Linked DNA regions of Mus musculus: all the other regions are linked to region 3. A link is a contact called in public Hi-C, HiChIP or PLAC-seq and promoter capture Hi-C data. All regions are on one chromosome and are shown on one strand. The core of a region is the stretch at or near the end of the contact, and the rest is flanking DNA. Distances in the headings are between cores, read along the strand shown. Region 1 holds the start of Mis12 (MIS12 kinetochore complex component). Region 2 holds the start of Ncbp3 (nuclear cap binding subunit 3). Region 3 holds the start of Pimreg (PICALM interacting mitotic regulator). Region 4 holds the start of Shpk (sedoheptulokinase). Region 5 holds the start of Zfp3 (zinc finger protein 3).

Region 1 (2,700 bases), core at 169-2,668, 1.0 Mb after region 3:
TGTCACTAAAGATTGCCAAAACATTCTCAGAATATCTAAGCTGTTTTACACTCACTTGGAGTAGACCAGAACTTCTTGTATCTACCAATACTCTAACTTTTGTGAATTTGGTAGTCATAAACTTGTTTTTCTTCCCTATAGAGCTAAGAGTATTCCCAGGGCCTTTGTACATACCAGTACGCACTCTAGCACGAGATTCCCAGACCCACACTGTATTTTGAAGACTAAGACCATATGGCTTCGCATACTGTTTGGACACTGAAACTACCTCCACCTTCCACCTTCACATATGTTGTTTCTATTGAGATGACTTTCCTAAAGACTGTATTTTCATTATCTGAATAGATTGGTCATCTGTTACAAATTACCCAATCAACTGACCACTTGCACCCTATAATTCTCTTAAGTTTGCACTCTAACTTTGCCTCCAAGTTTTCACCATTCCTGGATTGATGCGCCATGATTACATAACCAAATACCTACATCCAAACTTCCAGTTTTGAGAAAAGTTCCAATGTTGCCTTTTCTCTGTTGGACACTGCCAATGCTATAATGAGGCAGTAGCTATAAAGATGCAGTTTTACCAACAAGTTGCTAAGACCACTCCCCAGTGTTTGCTCCCATTCTACGTTGTCCACACTGGCCTAGAACTTCAGGATGGAACAAATCCTCTGGCTTCAGCCTTCAGAGTGGCTAGGAGCCACAGGTCGGTTCAACTACTTTCAGCTTTCTAGTCTTCCTTCTAAATGCCATTCTCTCCAACTTTTTACTTGGTTCCTACCAGTCTTGACGGTCGCATTTTTTTGTCCCACAATTTTTAAAGCTTCTTTATAACTTACTGAACACGTCTGCCACGGTCAGGATAGTCTTTGCTCCAGCCCAATCTAATTCTATTTTCTTTCCTTCAAGTAAGCATGCAGTAGGCGCAGATTCCAGAGCCAGTTCGAATACACATCCCTGAAGAACCGCCTCCGCTTTCCCTTCATCTACCGTCTCTTCTCTGCTAGATTAGAGTTCCTGCGGCTGAAGATAAACATGAGAGGTCCTCACACCGTCTCGACGAATGTAATGGACTTCAGAGCCTACGACCGCCACAGACAAGGCCCAGAAACCGCAGAACGGGAAGCGCTTCCTTCAGCTCCAGCTCCCGTACTACCCCGCGGCCGCGATGCATGCCGGGAACTCTAGGTCTCCGTACCCAGGCCGGCCAGACCGGAGGGATTCCCTACAGAACGCTCCGCCGCCCCGACGCCACTCCTCGGTCCCGCCCTTTCCGCTCCTCCTCGGAGAGCACACAGCCCCTACCGAAGCGATCCCGGGAGTGATGGATTCCGCCCCACACCGGCTTCCCGCCACTTCCTTCAAGCTACACTCAGCGGCTGGAAGAAGGCGGTAACACCGGCTCCTCCGAATCGACTGAGACCTGCCTCTGCGAACGAACGCCAAGGCGGGCTGGATCGCACTCCTGATTGGCTAGCCGTGGGTCAAAAGGAGCCACTGCGATTGGTAAAAGGAAGGCGACAAGGAGGGAAAGCTAGCTGTGGCCGGCAGGGATTGGCGGACGGAACTGGTCCTTCTCTCTGCGTTGGTAGGCGGAGAAGTAAGGATGGACCGACGCAGAGGCGCAACTCTTGATTGGTGGGTGAGCGGCCCCAAGGCGCCAGCGATTGGTGGCTGTCCGAGTACGCAGCGCTGATTGGACAGGAGTGGGTAGGCTGAAGGCCAGCTTTGAGTCCGCCCCGCCGCCTGGCATACTGGCGGAAGGGGAAGGGGGGCAGGCGCGGTGGGAAAGATGGCGTACCAGAGCCTCCGGCTGGAGTACCTGCAGATCCCGCCGGTCAGCCGCGCCTATACTACCGCCTGCGTCCTCACCACCGCGGCCGTGGTGAGCAGCTGTGGCGCCACATCCTCTTTTTCCAGGCTAGCTATGACTGCGTCTTCAGAAAACGGGTTTGGGCCGCGGAGAAGCCCAGTGGGTCTGGTCCCAGGGGTGGGTGGAGACATCCGGAGCTGACTCTAGGGTTTGGGATATTCCCAAGGGTGCCAAGCCAGTGACCTGAGAAGGGTGTGCCCCTTCGTGAAGGGCCAGGTCAGTTTCAGACAAATGAAATCCAGACCTGTAGTGAATCAGAAGTGCGGGAGCCGCCCACCCAAAAATGTGTCTGAGAGGTCCAGGTGACTAGTGGGAGTGAGGTCCGCTAGGTTCACAGACTATTATATTGAGTATAGAAATCTCGAGCTATCTGGAAACATCTTTCAAAAGACGGCCTATGGATATAAGTGTCTGGCCGCTTGTACCTATCCCTAATGGTAGCAGGGTCTTAGTTAAACCCCTTATTCCGAGTTGTCTCACCTAGCTGAGGTGGTGACCACGTGACGCACAGATTTGTAAAAGATGCTGTTGGCTTGTCTCTAAAATATGCTCACCCGCCTGCCTTATAGCATCCTCAAATATTGCAACATCAAACTGACATTGTGTGTTTATACAAAACGGTTGTGCAAATTCTAAAGAATCTCTTACCAGCTGTCACAAGCAAGACAGAAATGTATTCCAAGGGACAGAAATGATTAGATCTACTCATCCTTCGTGGTTCATGATGAAATTTTGTTTTGCGGTTGATCGGCTTCAAGAAGCTCTTTTTCCATTTCAGCAGTTGGAATTGATCACACCTTTTCAGTTATACTTCAATCCTGAATTAA
Region 2 (2,700 bases), core at 21-2,520, 1.0 Mb before region 3:
CTCCTGGCCACTGTGCTTTTTATCCTATTAACAGGGTGTGTGTGTGTGTGTGTGTGTGTGTGTGTGTGTGTGTGTGTGTTTGTTTTTGTAGCACTTAATACAAAAGGGAACTATTTACTTGTCTCCCCTACTAGGGCAACACCAAGAGGGAGTTCGCTCTTAAGCACCTAGGATTACACCAGCACACAGAGAGGTGTGTGATATAAACATGTTAAACTGACTGAATGGATAACACCTGACCTATACACTATCCACTATAACCTATAGATGTTGTCACCAAAGGTATTGTCATTTGTCATCACTACCTTAGCCTTCACTCATAACTTCAAATGTAAAACCAAGCTGCTATCATGTAATTAAAGGAGGGGGCGCAGGGAGTTCACGTTGTATGTGAAAACCGAGCTATCCAGGCCTCAGACCAGCTTTAAGAAGGGGCATGTGACTACCAAACCACAGGCAAAACACTCCTCAGACCCACTGTGGTTAAAGAAAGATCAAATGTCACTGTGTGTCAGAAGCTGGGACCACCGAGAGTAGACGCAGTGAAGGTGCGGGGACGTGAGGACCCTCATCCACAATACCAACACACGAGTGTCTGCTGTTTGACAGGTCTAGCCCTCCCAAGCGAAGAGAGCTGGTTTAAGTGACACCAACTCGGCCGGGGAAGGAGGACCCACCAGGAGACCTGGATGCCGGCGGCACCTAACACTTTCTTTGAGGGCTGATTCAGGTTCTGTTCCCGCCCGCGGCTCCTTTTTATCTCCAACCAAACACAGCTGATTCCGTTCGGGGCCACCGAGGGGCAGCGAGAGGGGTGTCCCCAACTCTCTCCGAGATCCCCCGCCTCTCCAGCGCTCTCTGCACCCATTTCCGGGCGCCCCGGCGTCCTTTCTCTCTGGCGCTCTCCGGGTCATGCGCGGCCCCCGCCTTTCGGCGCTCGCGCCCCTTTCCCGCGTTCCCGGACTTGCGCCAGTGCCGCCGTCCGCCACCTTCCCTGACTCTCCAGGGACACCCGCCCGGCGACCTCCTCAGCCCCCGCCCCTCTCGCCCGTACCGGGAGCAGTTCCTTTAGGGAGCGCCGCACCGGCACGATTTCCAGCTCGCCTTCTTCCACTTCCATGGGCTCCGGCTCGCCACGCTCCAAACCGGACTCCACCTCGGGCGACGGAAGCCCCAAAGCCGGCCCAGCGGGGGCCTCCGCCTTCACAGACACTCGCAGGCCGCGGACGGCCGCCATAGCTGCCAGCCGGCCGCACCACCGAAAGCCCGCCCCTCACTCCCGCCGCCTAGAGCGCCGTCGCCGATGACCACAGAGGAGCACCGCTATCACCTAGAGCGTCGTCTGTTTCTACCAGAAAGCTGTCCTTATCTCTGGCGCCCCCTTGGTGACCTAGGAACCTGGGGCCGGCTTGGGGCGGGACTTCGCGGGGTAGGGGGCGGGACGAAGCAGTGATGGAGGTGGAGCGTCGTCTGAGGTTCCAAAATACCTGCACTTTGAGGACTATACTTCTAAGAACTGCTGAGCGGTTACCGCGATCTATCATCTAGGCAATCTGAGCGTTTACAAAGTTATTTCCGTAGTAAGCTTTGGCTCTGTCAAGTCTTCCAGTAATTGAGCCATATTATGTGGTCAAAATTTTAAACTAGGGCCCAGTGTAGGGGTTACATGCCTATAATCCCAGCAGTCAGGAGTCAGAGGCAGGCACATCTCTAAGTTCCAGGCCATCCAGGGATCCAAGGTAAAACCCTGCCTACATTTAAACTGGAAAGGGATGGTACACGATTGTATTCCCAGCACTTGGGAGATAGAGGCAGGAGGACTAGGGGCTGAAGGTTATCCCCCAATTACACCAAGGGGCAATTGCTAGTTTGAGGCCAGCCTAAACTACAGAAGATCCTATCTTAAAAGGGGAAGAGGGGTGCTTCAAGATCACAGTGACCTACCCAAAGGGCAGAACCAGAGCTTAGACCCATTTTGTCACTTCTGGGAGCTCTACTCATCAGAGACTCACAAGCAAGATTTCCTGCAAATGTTCCTAGTAAGAGTCTGGCTGGGAAAGAGGAAAGGCTTGTTCAGACTTGAAGAAGGGACTTCTTGTCTGTCATGAGTCCTGATTTTGTGTCTCCTCCTGTGTCATATTTAGTTAGCCCTTTCTAGACCTATCTCCCAATCTGAACCAGGAATAGGTAAGACCATATATCTGAGCCCCTAAAAATCTTTTCAGAGAAAGGCAAATCATTCTAAAACAGAAAAAAAAATCACAAGACTCAGATACACTAGGTCACTTTGGGCATGGCACGGAACCTCAGTTCCTTCATCAGAACATAGAACAGTGACACACCTCCACAGAAGAATATAAGGACCGAATGAGCTAGTTATGTGCGGCTGTAAGATCCAAAAGAGGTGATACTGTACATCCAAGCTTTTCTTGAAATGGGTCTGTACCATGGGACAAACAAGATGGAATTCCTTAGAATGGTACCATCAATTGATTGCAATGCAAAGTACAAAATTGGGTTAAAACAATGGATTGTATTTTCTTTTCTCCTGTTCCCCTTCCTTTCTTTCCTTCCGTTTTTCTTTTGCTGTATTAACAATGCAACCCAGAGACTTGAGCATGCTAACAAAGCCCTTTACCAGTGAGCTTTACCCCAGCCCTCTTGTTTTGAGACAGAGTCTTGCTATGTAGCACTGGCTGG
Region 3 (2,700 bases), core at 29-2,528:
CTGACTGCTTAGCTTCACACTGGGGACTCTTCTCTTCAGCATCCACGCTGGACTCACTCACAGCATCCCACTGGCCCTGTGCCTACATACACCTCCCCTTTCCTGAGTGATCTTGGAAGAGTCACCTATTCTAGGAAGTCTTTATCCACTAAGCTTGAGACTGGTATCTCTTTATAGATAGCCATTTCCTGCAATTTTCTATCACAGGACATGGCAGGTCACCTTGCATGGGGAACACCAATTTCTTCCATGACTTTATTCACCTACTGATTTGTTGGGAAACTATTATGTGCCAGAATGACCGGGGTTCTGGGAAAATGGCAAGAACCTAATCAAACCCCAAGACCCCATGGAGTCTATATTCCTGGGGTCTCCCTGAGGATAGGGACAGTCAACACCAAGGACGCTTCTGTAAACAGACGGCTGGTGGTGTCATTGTTACCTGGGACATGGCACCCAAGGCGCTTTTGGCTGAGCGAGCTGCAGCCTGAAGACCTTGCTGCTCTGGCTCTGGACTTTCCAGGCGTTTCCAGGAGGGGCCGTTACCGAGGTTCAGGCTGACCGCTCTCAGAGGCAGCCTCCTTTGGAATTGTCTGCACAGGGAGCCCAAGGGACCGGTCTCCGGATGACCCCCAGCAGACCGGGTCACCTCCTTCTTCTCTAGCTGTTCCTCCTTTAGGAGTGATCGTCTGCGCACAGAGGTCCTCATGCCCTGCCACTGAGACGCCATGTGCTTGGTCCAGTTTCCGCTGCCCGCTAGATCCTGGGGAGGTCAAAAGGTCATCAAAGTACTCCCTGACCCCATTCCAAGGCTCCAGGGACCTTGGGAACTGGGAAAGAGATGAAGTGGAACCTCGCGGGGTAGGCCTGTTGGGCAATTGTGGATGCCAGAAAGATGACCAATGGCATCATGGTCAGCAGCTGCCTCCGTTGCAAGGCGGCAATTTGTCCGTCTTTCCATCCTAGCCTATTCCCCATAGGCTAAGTGGAGTGGCACACAGGTCACGGAGCCTCGGCGCTTACGCAGGGCACCAGCAGTATGCTGTTTTCACAAATTTTCCTCTCCGGAGCAGATTTAGCAATCCAGCCAAGGCCTCGGATCCGATGGGGCGTTTGCAACTCCTAGACATTCCCTTTGTCTTGTGGGTCCTATCCAGAGCTCCTGACCCGTTCCCCATTCAGAGCTCCCCGTGAGACCGTCCCCCACCCCCCTCCTTAAGCCCCTCGGTAACCCCGCATGCTCACCTCCCTGCTCGATACCCGGACCCGAAGATCAACACCCTCTCCTAGCCCACCGCAGCCGATTTGAAACTCCGCGCGGCCCCGCCCCGCCCCGGCGCTTGCAGCCCATTGGCCCTATCAGCCATCCACCACCGCCGCCCCGGATTTCGATTGGTCTTTTTCTCTCGTGACTGTAAATCCTGCTTTGGGATTGGCCTGGCCACGCCCATACATCGTTCGTAGACCCCCCACCTGGCTCGCCGCAGAGGGGTCCAGGTCGCCACCGGATCACTGTTACCGACCAGCCCGCCTCCCTACATCCCGGCTGCTTGGTCCCAGGCGACCGCGCCTAGTCCATCGTTCTCCCAAGCTCTCTTCTTCAAGCATGCAGGTCAGGGTGCAGGATGCTGCGGGGGTTCAGGTCACCGCCACCCAGGGCACGCGCCCCTTTCAGTCCTTCACCCCGCCTAACTTCTCTCCCACGATAAGTAGTTTTGTCAAAGCGATAGGCTGGGACTGCCGAGCTTTGCGATCCCTGGGAAGTTTTGTTTCAAATTCCCCGCGTAATTCTCTTCCTTCCTGCGAGATGGCCCTGCCCCTGTCTGTTCCTCAAACAAACACCCTGCTGGCGGCGCCCAAGAAAGCACATCTCAGAGGAGGGGACAGACTGTAGATCACCCTCTCCACAGTTAGGTCAGTTCCTCTGCCGGGTCTTGCTCTACGCATCTTTCAATCTTTCTTTCCTGTAGTCTGCCAGCAAGCTAAAAAAACAAAACAAGAAACAAAGACGACGACGACAAACAACAGCAACCCAGGCTGGGTCACTTTCTCCCATGCTTTCATTTTTATGGTTTTGACTTTTTTTAAAAAAAATATTTTTATTTTTAATTATATGTCTCTGTGCATGTAAATGCCTGTGGGGTGGCGTGGTGGCGACACAGAAGAGGAAGTCAGACCCTCTGGAGCTGGAGTTAGAGGTGGTTGGTTCTAACTGGCCACACTCAGCCTCCCCAAGATTGAAATCAAGGGGCCTGGCGTGCCACCACAATGGGGCCTTCTTATCGGTCCTCAAAAAAGAATTTCTCTTCTCCCTCCTCTCTCCTTTCCTCAGCCTGGAGTGAGACTCCTAGAGACTCTTCAGGCCTCTTCCTGGTGTCAGGATTGTCTGACCCTCTCCTGACCTCAGTGTTTACCTCCCAACCCCCTATAATAATAATGGTTGATTTGTGTGTAGCACTTGCAAACACTCCCTTTCTATCAGCAAGCCCAGTTTATCCCCAGTGCTCTGCAGCTCTGTGAGGTAGCTGGGGTGTGGAGAGACTGGCCGTACACTTCACTCACTAACTGTAGCAGGGTGAAGGACCCAAAGGCCATGCATGCAGGGACGTTGTCTGTGTGACCAGGGTTGACCCCCTCACTGTTGCTCCTCAGACCCCACCCTTTTCCAGCTGGGGTCTCTCCCTTGACTCCTGAAGCCAG
Region 4 (2,700 bases), core at 8-2,507, 1.2 Mb before region 3:
GTATATATATATATATATATATATGTGTGTGTGTGTGTGTGTGTAGTGTGTGTGTGTGTGTATATATATATATGTGTGTGTGTGTGTGTGTGTATGTATATGTATATATATGAATGTATGTGTGTGTGTATATATACTGTATGTGTGTGAACATACATAGTATATATGTGTGTGTATATATGTGTGAATATGTATGTGTATATATTTATATAGTGTGTGTATATATGTGTATACATGTATGTGTGTGTGCACACAAACATGTGTGCCCGTCATGGGGCACATGTGGCAGTCAGGGGGCAGCTTTTCAAAAGTCAGTTCTTTCCTTCCATGGTAGGTTCTGAAGGTAGAATTCAGGTGACCAGGCTCACTCAGCAATTGCTATTACTGCTGAGCCATCCTGTGGACCCCTGGAGATGTACTTTTCTATCTTCTAGTTTTCAAAAGCCAGTGGTTGCAGCGTATAATCATCAGTCTGATTCTTTTCTAAAATGTTCATCAGCTTATCTCAGTGTCTCCCCACCTGCTCTGACAACTTTCCTCCAGAGATGCTCAGCAGGGGCTGGAATTCTTTGAGTAACCAAGTGAAATTATCAGTTTACTTGAACTTCAAAGGCATGAGGTAAGCCTAACGCTACGTCTCATTTCCAGAGCACAACCTGCCTAGGGGGTGGGGTCGGAAATGATGCCTGAACTAGAGGGCACAGGGTCATGAGTGGCGAGCGTGATAGTCAGGCCTGTGGTTATCACTTTGAAAGCAAGTCCTCTCGGCGCAAAGTACAAAAAGTGATGGGCGGATAGTAGAGGGATCCAGCGCCATGGTCAGGGGCCCCAGAAAAGCCGGAGAGCGGGAAGATCGGTGCCAGCAGGTGGGAAAGCTCCCTGGGCAAAATCTAACGGCTTAGCTTGAGCTGCAGCAGGCTTTGAAGCCCTAGAGGAAAGGGCAGCAGGCCTTGGAGGTCCGACAGACTGGGCAATCACGGGTACTTCTTCGCGGGAAGGTGTTGCCCGAGATGCCCCCAGGGTCGTCCCGGGGCGGCAGCTCCAGGGCTCTGCCTCACCTGGGGCCCGGCCACCGCGCTCTCAGTCTCTGCCCTCGCAGCCCGGGCGCAGCTCGCCAGCACCACGAACCCGGATGGGAGGCTGGGTGCAGCCTCCAATAGGGCGGCCTTCACGGACGTGGTGCCCAAGTCGATACCGAGAGTGACAGGTCGCGAAGCCATGGCAGTGGTGACAGCACAGCTCGGTGGCTTGAACCGCACGCCGGGGAACACTTCACTCTGGAGGGCAGTAAGGGGGCGGAGCTTCCTTGTCAATCTTTTAACCACTTCTATTGGTCGAGGAAAGCAAACACCACGCGCTCCCCACAGCGGCCTCCGGTGATAGGTGGAGAGACGACAGAAGGCGGGATCTATTGGTCAGAGGTTCCGGGACAGTGCCTGGGGTCCCAGGGTCTTCACCAGGGAGCACAGGGCTTCAAGGAGACAACAGAGACTTCGAGAACCCTGCTTCCCCTACAAGAGACTAGATCGCCCCTCACATCCGAGCCCCTGTCCCTGCCAAGGTGCCTATGCTCTTCCGCCCTTCCACCCTTCCCTCACCCCTACCAAGCGTTATCCTCCTGTATTCGTGAAAACTACAACTTCCAGAGCTCCTTGCACAGGGCTCGCGGCTTCAAGTCAGGTGGTTCAGGTCAGGTGACAGCTGGCCCCTCTTTCACACAAAGTCGGCGGAGCTCAGAGAGTCCTTACACTCCTAAGCGGTTTCTGGTGCGAGATTGTTGCTTTTGGTGAGGTCTGTCCACCAAGCCTGGGAAGCTGTCAGGTGAGAACCATCGCGACCGGGACAGCTACCCCCTTTTCTGGTATGACACCACCCACCCCAACAGACATTAGCCCCGCACCTCAGAGGGGCAACCTACGCTACCAGAGGGGCAGCGCCTGGGTTTCTAGCTTCTGGCCCCAACCCAGGCCCGCACATCTCTAGGTTTTAGGGCCAGGGTGTTGGTGAGCAAAAGCACGGACACCGACTGACAGCTGGTGTTGGTGGCACTATTCAGTATGTGGCGCCGCCTGAATCTGGCTTAGGAATGTGCAGGTAGGTAACTTGGGGTTGGGGGTAAATTCTGCTAGGACCATTCCAGGAGCTCGTGTTGATTCTCCCAGAGAATGAGAGGGTACCTGGATCTTGCCTTTTTCAATAATATTGAGGAAAATAACAATCTATGCTCTGTGAGAGCTTGCTGGGAGCCCTGGGTGGTAATAGTAATAACATTACCTCATTGTTTCTCAACTTTTTGTTATCTTACCAATCCACCTCAAACTTTTAATACAGCTGGTAAGCTCTATTTTTTTTTATTATGACGTTTGGGAGAGAGATAAGCAATTATTACAGCTATTTTTTCAGACCTCCAGAGCCTATTTTAGCCCCTTTGAGAATGTATGCCTTGTATTTCATCTCACTATAATCCTGTGGTGTAACTACCACTGTCCCTGTTTCCCCATTAAGAAACATAGGTTAATAAGTATTCCAGAATCATACAAGTAAATGGGAAACCTGGGACCTAGATAGTTCATCTCCAGGGAACATATTCCTTGTCCAATCTGTACTATCCCTTGAGGAATGTGGGTCTCCCCACTCTCATGGATTATGGCCAATTAGGTCCACGGGGGACAGGGGGCAGTGGGAGCAGAGACAAAGAGT
Region 5 (2,700 bases), core at 196-2,695, 1.3 Mb after region 3:
AACAAGCGTTACTTCTTCATGCAGACATCATGCCACCGCATTATGCATTTGCTTTTCTCTAGGGCAGCGGTTCTCAACCTTCCTAGTGCCACTTCAACCCCATAGTACACACGTTGTGGTGACCTCCGACCATAAAATTATTTTCATTGCGTCTTCATAATTATAATTTTGCCATTACGAGTGGTAGTGTATATATTGTAAAGGGGATATTCAAGTCTCAGAGGGGTTGCACCTCACAGGCTGAGCACCACTGTTCTACAATGTGACCAAGGATGACATTCTACTCATCTTGTTAACCTCAGTGCTTAGCACATTTCTGATACCTGGAAAACATTAAGTGAGGTTTCTGAGCTATCTGGGTGAATGTCTGCAGTTGTTTTAAAGGTTAATTGAAGATTCCATTCACCATTGTCCCTAAAGAGACCAGAGCAGTGTCTGACAGATAACTGGTATCAACGTTTTATAAAAATAAGTTCTTAGCCGAGCACGATGACCCACACCTTTAATATCAGCACATGGAAGACAGAAGCAGATGGATCTCTGAAAGTCTTAAGTCAACCTGATCTACCTAGTGAGTTCAAGACTAGCCAGAGATATGTAGGGAGACCCTATCTCAAAAAAAAAAAAAAAAGTCAAACTAAGGCAACAACAAGAAAAGTTCTTTCTCCCAAGACACTATTTATCTTCCTCCTTTGGTATCCAGGATCAAGGGAACTCTGTCAATTCTGTGCTCAATTCAGTCTCATTTATGATTATTATTATTATTCTTAACTATGTGTAGTTGTGTGTTGCTACAGAGTTATAGATGTGTGTGCACATGAGTTACAGATGATACGAGGCGCCTGATTTGAGTTCTGGGAACCAAACTAGGGTCTTCTGGAAGAGCAGCAAGAACTACTGTGTCTTCTCTTTAGTCCCAATTCTATCATCTTTCTTTAACCTTAGTAAGCCAATGTCCTGCCTGCCAGCACAGGTCACAACATGCCACGGGGCCCCCAATTTTTGCCTGCTATTCGTTCTAGCAGTATACTTAGAGAATGAAATGAGAGAGAGAGAGAGAGAGAAGAAAAATAGGCATAGGTCTTTGGCATGCCCGTGTCGGAGCCTGCTTCTCCAGTTTCCCTGGCTGACAAGGCCTGCAAGCAGAATTAGGATCGGGCCCCTGACAGTGCCCAGGCTCCACCCTCTCCGTGTGCAAATGAGTAGGAGCCCCCGATGCCATAAAGTCCAAGGTCACACAGCAAACCCGAGTCAGGGGCGGGCCTACAGTCAGAACTCCAGCTCCAGGCCGGGAGCCCCGCGCCCTCCTCCCCCGGGCACGACGGAACCAGAGAGGCCTCACCGCTGGCGGATGCCGCCCACGCTCCCTCCGCCGGGCCCGAGGCGCTGCACCGCGGCGCGCACAGAACCGCAGCTGTTGTCTGGTGTCACGGGCGACCCACGCCGGCCACTTCCGGTACCGGGCGCACTGCGGCCAATCCGCGCGAGCCGCACTCGCGGGAGGAACAGGTGGCCAGCGAGCCCACGCCCCCATGCCCGTCTCAGCTTTCCCGTCTGCCGTTCTCGCCCACATTCACCCCATCTTCGCCCGGTCGGACAGGGCCGGTCGGCTAGCTGGAATGTCCCATGCACCTCGCGAAACCCACTGTGTCCCTTGACCACTGACGCGCAGGGTCCTCCCGGTTTCCTAGACGGGCCCCGGGGATGCACTTCCGCCCCGCAGCAGCCGCTCTGCGCGCCCCTGACGTTTCCGTGGGCTGGAAAACTCGAAACTCCGCCACGCTTCCCGCGGGGACGTGTCGAGCAGCCGCGTTTGTGCCTCACCTCCCGCTTTCCAAGAGTCTGTCAACTCCGGTTCCTAGATTTAGGGTGCGCCTGTCATCTTCTAGGAGCGAGGGGGGAGGGGAGGCCTGCTTTGAGGTCAGGAAGGCTTCAGGGAGTGATGCTTTGACAAAAAACTCAAGGTTGAGTGTGATTTCCGTTTTCCGCAGGCAATGGGAACTGCACTATTTGCTGGCCTTTCTCTCTTCTTGAATAAATTTGGTCTTTTAGCACAGCACGTATGTGACTATGAATGTGGTGATCCTCCTGCCTCAGCCTTCCAACTGCTGAAGTGAGCAACCAAGCCCAGTGAAGTAGATCTCTGTGTGGGGGAGGGAGAGGTTGAGGCAGTTAGGACTGGCCTTGAATTAATTATGCTCAGTGGTGGCCCTGGCTTGACTAATCACATTATCCCCTTCCTTCTGACTGGTCCAGAGGTGAACATTAGATACAAATAAGACTGAACAGTCCTTCCTTCCAGTTGCTATCTGGGAAGGTGGTGCAGTTTGAAGCAACATTTGTAAGGAATCAGGTCTTTTCTGAAGCCATGGTCTTTGTAATAGACCTAAACAAGGAGATCTGAACCGAGAAAAGGCAAAGGAGGCTGGGGGTGTGGCTTAGAGGTCGAGCACTTGCCTGGAATGTGCTAGGTAGGCCCTAAATTCAACCCCTAGTACTGTTAAACAAAATAAATAAATGAAATAAAAACAAGACATTTGAAGAAAAGGCAGGGGGGGTAACTAGTTTTGAGTAACTAGTTCTGAGGTAAGGGCTGGGGAGATGACTCATGGAGTTAAAGCACTTGCCATGCAGTGGAAGGACCTGAGTTCGAATCCCCAGAGCCCATGAGCAACTGTAATCCCGATGCTCCAAAATATA

The links. Promoter capture Hi-C pulls out the DNA fragments that hold promoters and counts their contacts. Hi-C and Micro-C count contacts between places; a contact is called where the count stands out from the background. HiChIP or PLAC-seq counts read pairs in DNA pulled down with a chosen protein or histone mark.
Region 1: an H3K27ac HiChIP or PLAC-seq map of embryonic stem cells shows a contact between it and region 3, with 7 times the contacts expected there. The contact joins the promoter of Mis12 here to the promoter of Pimreg in region 3. A contact is called at or near these places in 15 of 39 promoter capture datasets (the 3T3-L1 cell line, the HPC-7 cell line, cranial neural crest and 9 more), 1 of 15 datasets of contacts at CTCF or cohesin (pro-B cells), 13 of 484 Hi-C or Micro-C datasets (B cells, CD4 T cells, the HL-1 cell line and 7 more), 14 of 115 datasets of contacts at active chromatin or transcription factors (the 230-238 cell line, astrocytes, bone marrow-derived macrophages and 8 more) and 2 of 9 other capture datasets (adipose tissue and embryonic stem cells).
Region 2: a promoter capture Hi-C map of pre-B cells shows a contact between it and region 3, with 3 times the contacts expected there. The contact joins the promoter of Ncbp3 here to the promoter of Pimreg in region 3. A contact is called at or near these places in 1 of 39 promoter capture datasets (pre-B cells) and 1 of 115 datasets of contacts at active chromatin or transcription factors (pancreatic cancer cells).
Region 4: a contact with region 3 is called in a Hi-C map of B cells, with 11 read pairs. The contact joins the promoter of Shpk here to the promoter of Pimreg in region 3. A contact is called at or near these places in 1 of 39 promoter capture datasets (pre-B cells), 1 of 484 Hi-C or Micro-C datasets (B cells) and 2 of 9 other capture datasets (adipose tissue and liver).
Region 5: a promoter capture Hi-C map of embryonic stem cells shows a contact between it and region 3, with 3 times the contacts expected there. The contact joins the promoter of Zfp3 here to the promoter of Pimreg in region 3. A contact is called at or near these places in 2 of 39 promoter capture datasets (embryonic stem cells and hippocampal neurons).

The regions. Positions count from the first base shown.
Region 1 is chr11:71,018,329-71,021,028 of GRCm38.p6, reverse strand. It overlaps Mis12 (MIS12 kinetochore complex component), which reads right to left and starts at 1,418. Exons shown (of 3, transcript NM_025993.3): 1 at 840-1,418. Derl2 (Der1-like domain family, member 2) reads left to right here and starts at 1,726. Exons shown (of 7, transcript NM_033562.4): 1 at 1,726-1,885; 2 at 2,652-2,700. The coding sequence starts at 1,793.
Region 2 is chr11:73,046,437-73,049,136 of GRCm38.p6, reverse strand. It overlaps Ncbp3 (nuclear cap binding subunit 3), which reads right to left and starts at 1,270. Exons shown (of 13, transcript NM_025818.3): 1 at 1,055-1,270. The coding sequence starts at 1,237.
Region 3 is chr11:72,041,080-72,043,779 of GRCm38.p6, reverse strand. Pimreg (PICALM interacting mitotic regulator) reads right to left here and starts at 1,278. Exons shown (of 6, transcript NM_144526.3): 1 at 1,246-1,278; 2 at 443-763. The coding sequence starts at 730. It also overlaps a transcript of Aipl1 not described here.
Region 4 is chr11:73,198,039-73,200,738 of GRCm38.p6, reverse strand. Shpk (sedoheptulokinase) reads right to left here and starts at 1,257. Exons shown (of 7, transcript NM_029031.3): 1 at 1,059-1,257. The coding sequence starts at 1,220. It overlaps Ctns (cystinosis, nephropathic), which reads left to right and starts at 1,720. Exons shown (of 11, transcript NM_031251.4): 1 at 1,720-1,821.
Region 5 is chr11:70,763,192-70,765,891 of GRCm38.p6, reverse strand. Zfp3 (zinc finger protein 3) reads right to left here and starts at 1,445. Exons shown (of 2, transcript NM_177565.3): 1 at 1,343-1,445.